Linked DNA regions of Mus musculus: all the other regions are linked to region 1. Evidence: chromatin contacts called from public Hi-C and HiCAR-type data. All regions are on one chromosome and are shown on one strand. Each heading gives the region's core, a stretch centred on a gene start, on an enhancer-like site or on the middle of the called end of the contact. The rest is flanking DNA. Distances are from core to core; before and after follow the strand shown. Region 1 overlaps Gm30789 (predicted gene, 30789). Region 2 has its middle 54 kb from the start of Gm30789. Region 3 has its middle 42 kb from the start of 4930433B08Rik.

Region 1 (2,700 bases), core at 162-2,661:
CATCGCAATCACACAAGAAAGCTGCAAGTCCTGAGGCTTCATTTAAAATAGTGGGTCCCTCCCGAGTTCTCAAAAACTAACATATTAATTCCCAAACAAACTTCTTTGTACCTAATGCTGACAGGCAGACAGGCGGTGGGGGTGGGGCGGGGCCTGTGAGAAGGGGAGCAAGGCCAGGGGACCGCTCTGCTGCACCAGCTTGGGTTCCCGGCCCCGGTGATGGAATTATTGTTTATTTTTTTAATTTTCCAAGGTAGGCCGATGACAGCTGAAGAAGACTGTATTTGCGGAGGAGCAGCATGAGGGTAGAGAGGAGCAGAGCTCCTGAGGGAAACCTAATAGTTCCTCTCCTTCCTGCACGGAGATAAAGACTTATAATCAGCGTCTATGTTCACCATCTGGCTCTGCGCATGTGGTCCGTATGGAGGAGAAAGCCGCACAATCTGTAAGTGATCAGGAGCCATGGCGCTCTCTCCAGAGAATCCACGATGCAATCAAGGTGACAGATGGCACGGCCACTGCTGTGGCCTCATGGAGAAGATCAAAATCACCTTCAATAAACTCTGACTGAAATGGGCATGAGCACCTCGAAAAAGTCAGTTTGTCAGTCAAACTGCGACAGCGCGCTGCACTGGGGAACCACAGCGGCCAGCTCTCTGTTTTCAATCGTTTCCGTCTGACTGGGCCTGAACTATGATCCTTCTCAAATTGTCCTTTCTGTTTAGCTGAAGCAGGCCAGCAAATTGCCAGATTCATTGCTTTATTGAAGAAAATTGAAAACACGATGTCCTCAATTCCGAGGACGCACAGCTGGCAGGTACCCGGGACACCCAAACGCAGGGAGAGTGGACCTGGTTTCTGCAGCCGGAGTTTGCCCAACTTTAGGCGGATATTTTTGAACGCAAATATAAAATGCAAATGTGTACGGGGCAGTGGTTATGTAAACGGTATTAAGTAACCAGTAAGTGTTGTAGAATGGAGACGTGGCTACAAAGAAAGGAAGAAAGGAAGAAAGGAAAGGGGGAAACTCCAGCAGGGAGTTGTCTCTGCGAGTTCAGAGCAGGTTTCTTTCTTGATAGAGCTAGTGTGTTTTCTTTCTGTATCTGTTTACTATGTGGAGGTTCCTTTGGGTTTGAGCACAAGGTTGAAGAAATGCAGAGATACTGTTTTGTTTTGAGCAAATCACAGGGAATCTGCAGGGGTCAGGAAGTTTAAACAAATTTCCGTTTCTCCTAACCCCAGAGGAAAAAAAATTAGAAGCCCCAACCGCTTATAAATGGAGGGAAATGAGGAACAGCTAACCTGCAGTGGGACTCAAATCCACTACCATCTTTTGAGAAGTAAGGACACTGATTTCAGGTCAGGGAGGGCGGGTCCTGATGAGAGCAGGCGCCCCTCTTCCTCCCTCCTGATCCCTTGGCACAGTTCCACTGTTGTTCTTCCTCCCAATCGCCAGGACCGGAGATTGAAAGCAAAACTAGACTTTTCCAATCTTCTTTCTCTAAAGTTTCCAGGATCTGTGTCTGGTCCTGGAGTTTTCTATTACAAGCTGGCTGAGGGAACTTACCCCTTCTAACTTTTCGTCCATTCTCTTTTTAAAAAGTTGTAACCTTCTAGTTAATGTTGCGGGCTTGCTTCATTTAAGATCCAAACCCTGCTCCTGCTTCATCCCCCACAATGTAAACTGTTTGACAGCTGAGAAATACTGAGTCACCCGGCCCTGGATTTCCATGGGAATTCTCTACTCTTATTATAGGTACAATTTGAATGCCAGGATTCTGGTGCAGTGATATAGAAATGCATCTAAAGGGGACTCATCCTTGATTTGTGTATGTGAAATTCAAGAAAACACGGGGAAAAGCTCCTATTTTGAGTGACAGGAAAGTCTTGCTCTTTGGGGGGAAGGACTGTGTTTTCACAGAGTATAAGAGTGGAGCTAACTTACTGCATATCAAAGGGAAGTGTGGTTTGTTAAGAACAAAAGACCCTTTGTGTTTTCTTGTTCTTTAGTAGGTAATACCTACTGAGTGCTGAGTACCCACTATGTGCAGGCTTTGCAGAATTGAGAAGATTCCCAGGGAGAAAATGTAGGTTTTAAAGCCCTCTTCGGGGCACAGAGCTCTCTGCCTGACCTTTCTCCCTTGACCTACCTCCTTGGGCAGTGGGGGGTGTTCTTGCATGACAACAGGGCTGGTGTTAGGCTGGTGGCTGCCTGCTGTTTTTACACAGGAAATGCTGTGTATTTTTTCTGTGGTCTTTGGCTTCCTGGAATAGCGACTGTTTAAAGACACATTCATCAGTGCTGCCACCAGGAGGGGTGGTAGGATGAGTCATCGCTCAGCAGCAGCTCCAGTTACTCAGGGAGAAAGAAATCTTTTGCTTCCTAACGGTGGCAGTTCTGAGTCTTTCTTTAAGAGATGGCCTACTGGACCATGACAGTATGGAAACATACTTCTAAAATGAGGTTTAGTAATTAGAGCTTGGCCCAAACTCAGATATTTATGCTCCAGTCATCTCTAGCATGGAATTTCTCTTGATCTGTGCCAGATACACAGCCATACACCATTAGTGTCCTTTAACTCTAAGTCCCAAACTAAAATCTTGCTTAGAGAAATTTCCTTGAGACAGTTTAAAACTCATGTTCATGAGCAGAGATGTCCTTAAAGTGCTGTATGTACTTGCTATATCCATCCATCCATC
Region 2 (2,700 bases), core at 103-2,602, 72 kb before region 1:
GTATGGTGGCACATCCCTCTGATTCCAGCACATAGAAGACAAAGGCAGGGAGATTAGGAGTTCATGCCAAGCTGACCTGCCTGATATCTTGTCACAGAAGTGAAAGAAAGGCACTCATTTTTATTTGTGATGGTTGCATTCCATAGTCAGGTGGAACCACTGCTTTGAGATCCTTTTGGGGTAATTGTGCTTTGAATGAGAATGGCCCCCATAGGCCCAAATGTTTGGTTTCCTGTTGGTGGGACTGTTTAGGAAAGTAGGATCTGTGGCCTTGTTGAGGTGCATTCCTGAGGGTGGGCTTGAAGGCTTCTAAAGCCTGTGCCAGGTGCAGTCTCCAGTTCTCTGCCTCCTGCTTGTGGATCAGCTATAAACTCTCAACTACTGCTTGCTCTAGTGCCATGCCCACCTGCCTGCTGCCAGGTTTCTTAGTTTGAAGGGCATAGACTCACACTCTGAAACTGTAAGCGAGTTCCCAATGAAATGATTTTTTATTATAAGGTTTATTGTAATTGGCAATGATATCTCTTTACAGTAATAGAACAGTAACTAAGACAATAGTAGTATTGGGAAGCAATGGCACTGGTCTCAGGAGGGAGCTTACTGCTCCTCTTGTCGCCAGAAAGCAAAGGGGTCTGGGGACCAGTATGTCCTTCAAGGGCACTCCTTCATTACCTAAAGACACTTCTAAAGAGATCAGCACCTGCCAATAAGATCAACCTAGGGACTAAGCCTTTAACATGGGCTTGTGGGAGACGTTCCAGCTGTAAACCACAGTATTCTTTGCCTTCCTTAGTTTCTTTTCTATTTAAAAAGTAGGAAGGAGATCTGAGGCCCTGACTATCCTTTTGAAGTTTAACAGAAGAGTCCACACATGAAAACCAGTCTTCTAGATTTCAAAGATTGGGGATTCACCACCCCTAACCTATTGTCTCCTGGAGCCTATTTTATGGAATGTATACTAATAGAATCATGACAAGAAATAGTGGTCTTGCCACTAGTTGGAATCTAAAGAGTTGGGTACTTATTGTCATTTAAATGAAACATTTAAATGACTGATGACACCCTCCCTCCTTGCCTCAAATTCCAAGTACAATCACTCTAGAAAATGTTTTTAAATAAAATTCCATCTTTCTACCTCCTTTTAATCCAAAAGAAAGGAATTCCTCTTCAGCCCACACACTGTGTTATTGGGAAAATGATTTTTGGGAAGAACAAGATGATGCGCAAAGAACTGAACTGAAGCTCAGATACTCTGAATGGAACAGACAATCTTGGGGTCAGAAATTTATAGTGCAACATTGAAAGGTGTATTGATTTTACATAGAAAAGGAGAAATGTCATTATATTCAAAGACGTTGGGCAAGTAAAGTTACAAACATTGAATGGAAGGGTATTTAAAGTTCTGTCCTAGACAATACTTTTGTTTGCTTTGAGAGTTTTACATTTTGAATTATAAAGACATGTTAAGTTACTGAAAGTATAACAATGTAAAAACAGAATTCTAGGCCTTTAGGCCCAGGCTTGGGAATGTGGCCTTTGTAAAGGTATGCTAATCATAAAAGAGATAGCGACATTCCTCTACCCACCCGCTTCCTGGGTTCAAAGAGTGCTCATTCAAAGAAAGTCACCCTGGCCATTACCAGAACCTGCAATGCAAATGTGCTATTGTTAGGGGCTCTTAGAAGCTGTCTTGAGAGTTAACAATTACCAGGTATTCCTTGTGACTCTTGTAACTTTACACTTCCTTGTGACTCTTAACTGGTATCTTTGGTATCTTCCAACAAAGCCCTCCCCACTTCCTTGAGTTTCGGTTTCTTCCTTTAAATACCCCCTTACCCAGCTACTCGGCGCGCCACAGTCCTCTACCCCTGCGTGGTGTATGACCGTGGGCCCGAGAGCGCTCTTGAATAAAAATCCTCTTGCAATTTGCAACAAGACCGTTTTCTCGTTGGTGATTTTGGGGTGTCGCCTCTCCTGAGTCAGAACGTGGGGGAGTCCTCACGTTGTGGGTCTTTCATTACCATACTGCTATATGATACTGTTTCTATTTTCTTGTCTTTTCTATTATCCGTGCTCCCCCCTCCCTTCTTCCCTCCCTCCCTCCCTTTCTTCCTTCCATTCTTTCTTTACCTCTCTCTCTCTCTTTCTTTCTTTCTTTCTTTCTCTCTTTCTTTCTTTCTTTCTTTCTTTCTTTCTTTCTTTCTTTCTTTCTTTCTTTCTTTCTTTCTTTCTTTCTTTCTTTCTCTGTTGCTAGAAATTAAAGCCAGAGCCTTGTATATGCTAGGCAAAGACAGTTCCACTGAGCTATCATCCTAATTCTTTCTCTAGACCTGTTTTTAAAATGTCTGGAATTGTAGTAGAGTTTGGGGAGACATGAATGTGGGACTGCATATTTTTCTCTGTCTGGCTGGTTTAACAAGATCAGAAGTCATCTTGGTATTCTTCCATTGGTGCTTATGGAGTTCCTGTGCCTTTCCTTAGAACATCCGGGATTTGATTTTGCTTGGTGGGGTTTTGAAGTGATATAGATCTTGGTAGAGGGTGTTGCATCAAGGATGTCCTCTGAAGGTGATGCATTTCCTTATCCAGCACCTTTTCATGATGTCACTAATTTCTAGTGTTCTACTTTCAGCTTCCTAATCTCCTCCATGCTGTTTTGAGCCCTTTCTACAATCAGCCAACATCACAGAGTTTCTCCCA
Region 3 (2,700 bases), core at 32-2,531, 100 kb after region 1:
AGCACAAGCTTTGAGGTTTCCATTAGCTTCTACAGGTGAGTTTCAGCAATCAGAAGAATTTGAGGCAAATCGACATTTAATCAAGTTATTTATTATTGTAGAGAGTATGCTTATCTGTAGTTACAGTGCTTCAAGTTGCAAAAATTCCATGTTAACAGGAATTTGTTACTTGGCTTGCTGAATTATATAGAGAAATATGGCAGAGAAATTTTGAAACTTTGTTCTTACTTTAGATGGCATCCCTATCTGCCCCAATCCTTTCTGGCAAGACAACGCTCTGTTTCTGCCATTCAGGACATTTATAGATTCATTCCATCTTCTTCTTAGCTGTATATAATAAGTGAGCTATGTAGCTTTGTTTTGTCAGCTTTCTGTCATGTGACAGAAAGAACTTGTGGAAACCTTACTTTGGCTCATTGTTTCAGGGGGTCTTAGCCCAGAGAGTCTGGAATGGCCTGTGGAGCTTTTGGTAACAGCAGCCTATGAATGAGGTGAATCGTATTACCACAGATCAGTGAACAAGGAGCGTTAGACTGAACAAGGGGTGAATATCGTCTTGACAAGTTTACTTCTGTAACCTTCTTTATACCAGCAAGGCCTGATCTCTTAAAAGTTTCCAAGCACACCACCAGCTGAGAAATAAGCATTCAAATCAGGAGAGTTGGGAGTCATTTTAGACTCAAACCTGAGCACCTTTTTCTGGGTAGGCCCCAAGGGCTTTATTTACTCTTTCTTGTTAGCAAATGGCCCCCAATTAATGAATCTCTTCCCACTTTCCTCAGTCTAAGCAAAACACACACATCTTGACTCTTCACTGACTATAGCTGGCCTGTCTCTCTAACAAATGGCTTTCATAGCCTTCCCTTCAAGAAGATGAGTTTTGTGAGTGAACCCACCTACAAATCAGAAAGACCAGAAAGATATCTTTTGAAAGACCATCATATTGCAGGAAGAATCTGCATTTGAAAAAGCTGTCTTTATAGAATCTGAGCGGAATGTATCAAATAGCTGAATGATGCCATCTGGAAAGATGCATGTGCAAAAAGAGCACTAACAGCAAGCCTCGTCTATGGAGCTGCGAGTAACCAACAAGGAAACGTTGGTGTATCAACAGGCAGGGCAGACGTCCTTTGATTAAAAGACACTTACAGGAAGATAACAAATCAAGCCCTTTCAGCCATCTTGGTTCTTTCCCTGAGGTGAGTTGGGGACAGGGGTGCAGCTGCAGACCCGGAGTCATTCATATAGGGGAATTCATTTTCAGTGGCCTGTGGATGGCTTGTAGTCAAAGCAGATTTCCATGCAAGAATGATCTATGGGCCAGGCATTCCACCCCCTTTGCTCACACAAAGACTGATTGCATGGCCCACAGCTGGATCCAGATTCCTGTTTAATTAAATGCGAGCCCTCATTCTGTTGCATTACATCAAAGAGGGGGAAGGTGACTCAGAGGTGAAATGGCTAATGTAAATCTTCAACCCCTAAAGGGTTGAATGGAGAATGGATAACAAATCTAGCTTTATGCCGTGGTTGTTTGGAAGTAAAGAGTATAAATATAATTGAGACATCTGTGACTCTTCCTTTTCCCACTAAGATCAGCCTTCAGAAAGATATTTTCTGTAACAGATGTTTGGTAGAATAGACCTAAATAAGTAAGTACATACATACATACATACATACATACATACATATATACATACATCTCCCTATGAAGTAGTTCATCAAGAAAAGTCTTGTGAATGGCATCACAGGGCACATAATGGGCTCAACTGTAGTAGGTTTAGGTAAAAACAGGATTAAATAATTCTGTTTACATAGTTTAATGCTTTAGGGCCTCAGAATGTTTAGTATTATCATTGTTATTTGAAACCTAAGTATATATTAAAATTAAAACTTGAATAGATGGATGTGTGCACAAATTCACATAAAAGATTTTAAAAGTCAATTTTATTCTTTTACAGTAAAGGATACTTGTGTGCCACTTATGAAAATTTCCTGTAACATGGAAGGAGTTAAATAGAGCAGAGACTGAAGGAATGACCATCCAGAGACTGCTCTACCTGGGGATCACTTTTCATACTATGTCTTAAACATTTGTTCCCTTCCCCGTCTCCACACTTTTCATACTATGTCTTAAACATTTGTTCCCTTCCCCGTCTCCACACTGGGAGCTGATCTGGCTTGACTTATCCAGGTCTGGTGTATTCTGCCACTGACTCTGTGACTTTTATGTGCATCAGTCCTACAGTATTTGGAAGATACACTTTCCTTAGAGTCAATCATCACCTCTGGGTCTTACCATCTTTCTGCTTGCTCTGCATAAGTTCCCTGATGTATGAGGGGAAGGGTTTGACAAAATAGTTCCCAATTACTACAAGAAGGTTCTTTGTTGAGGGCTGAACAAGGCATTGATCTATGGCTACACATGTAAAAGGGTAGTAAATTTTTTTCTTTTTTTTTTGGTTTTTCGAGACAGGGTTTCTCTGTGTAGCACTGGCTATCCTGGAACTCTGTAGACCAGGCTGGCCTTGAACTCAGAAATCCACCTGCCTCTGCCTTCCAAGTGCTGGGATTAAAGGCATGCGCCACCACGCCTGGCTATGAGTAGTAATTTTATTGCTATGTTCTCTCAGTTCTTTAAAACAATAGTATTAGGTTTGTTTCCCATCCCTGCCTCCCCTATACCATAACCTTTCTAGT

The links. A called contact is a pair of places that touch in the nucleus more often than the background predicts. HiCAR-type assays count read pairs that join an accessible place to other places.
Region 2: a contact with region 1 is called in a Hi-C map of embryonic stem cells, with 2.8 times the contacts expected there. The contact joins two enhancer-like sites. A contact is called at or near these places in 1 of 15 datasets of contacts at CTCF or cohesin (embryonic stem cells), 10 of 484 Hi-C or Micro-C datasets (cerebellar granule neurons, cerebellum, embryonic stem cells and 2 more), 8 of 115 datasets of contacts at active chromatin or transcription factors (all in embryonic stem cells) and 1 of 9 other capture datasets (embryonic stem cells).
Region 3: a contact with region 1 is called in a HiCAR-type map of embryonic stem cells, with 4 times the contacts expected there. The contact joins two enhancer-like sites. A contact is called at or near these places in 2 of 484 Hi-C or Micro-C datasets (embryonic stem cells and nephron progenitors), 6 of 115 datasets of contacts at active chromatin or transcription factors (differentiating embryonic stem cells and embryonic stem cells) and 1 of 9 other capture datasets (embryonic stem cells).

The regions. Positions count from the first base shown.
Region 1 is chr3:18,623,607-18,626,306 of GRCm38.p6, reverse strand. It overlaps Gm30789 (predicted gene, 30789), which reads left to right. Exons shown (of 4, transcript NR_166210.1): 4 at 254-2,700. Among named protein-coding and RNA genes, the nearest start is that of Gm30723, 7.6 kb to the right of the region's middle. Within about 2 kb of position 1,411, at least 196 of the 459 cell types and tissues checked have an H3K27ac peak or open chromatin away from gene starts, as enhancers often do. A contact at or near this core is called in differentiating embryonic stem cells and embryonic stem cells, where this site is marked.
Region 2 is chr3:18,695,838-18,698,537 of GRCm38.p6, reverse strand. No RefSeq gene overlaps it. Among named protein-coding and RNA genes, the nearest start is that of Gm30789, 54 kb to the right of the region's middle. Within about 2 kb of position 1,352, at least 5 of the 459 cell types and tissues checked have an H3K27ac peak or open chromatin away from gene starts, as enhancers often do. A contact at or near this core is called in embryonic stem cells, where this site is marked.
Region 3 is chr3:18,521,417-18,524,116 of GRCm38.p6, reverse strand. It overlaps the pseudogene Gm6369. Among named protein-coding and RNA genes, the nearest start is that of 4930433B08Rik, 42 kb to the right of the region's middle. Within about 2 kb of position 1,281, at least 6 of the 459 cell types and tissues checked have an H3K27ac peak or open chromatin away from gene starts, as enhancers often do. A contact at or near this core is called in differentiating embryonic stem cells and embryonic stem cells, where this site is marked.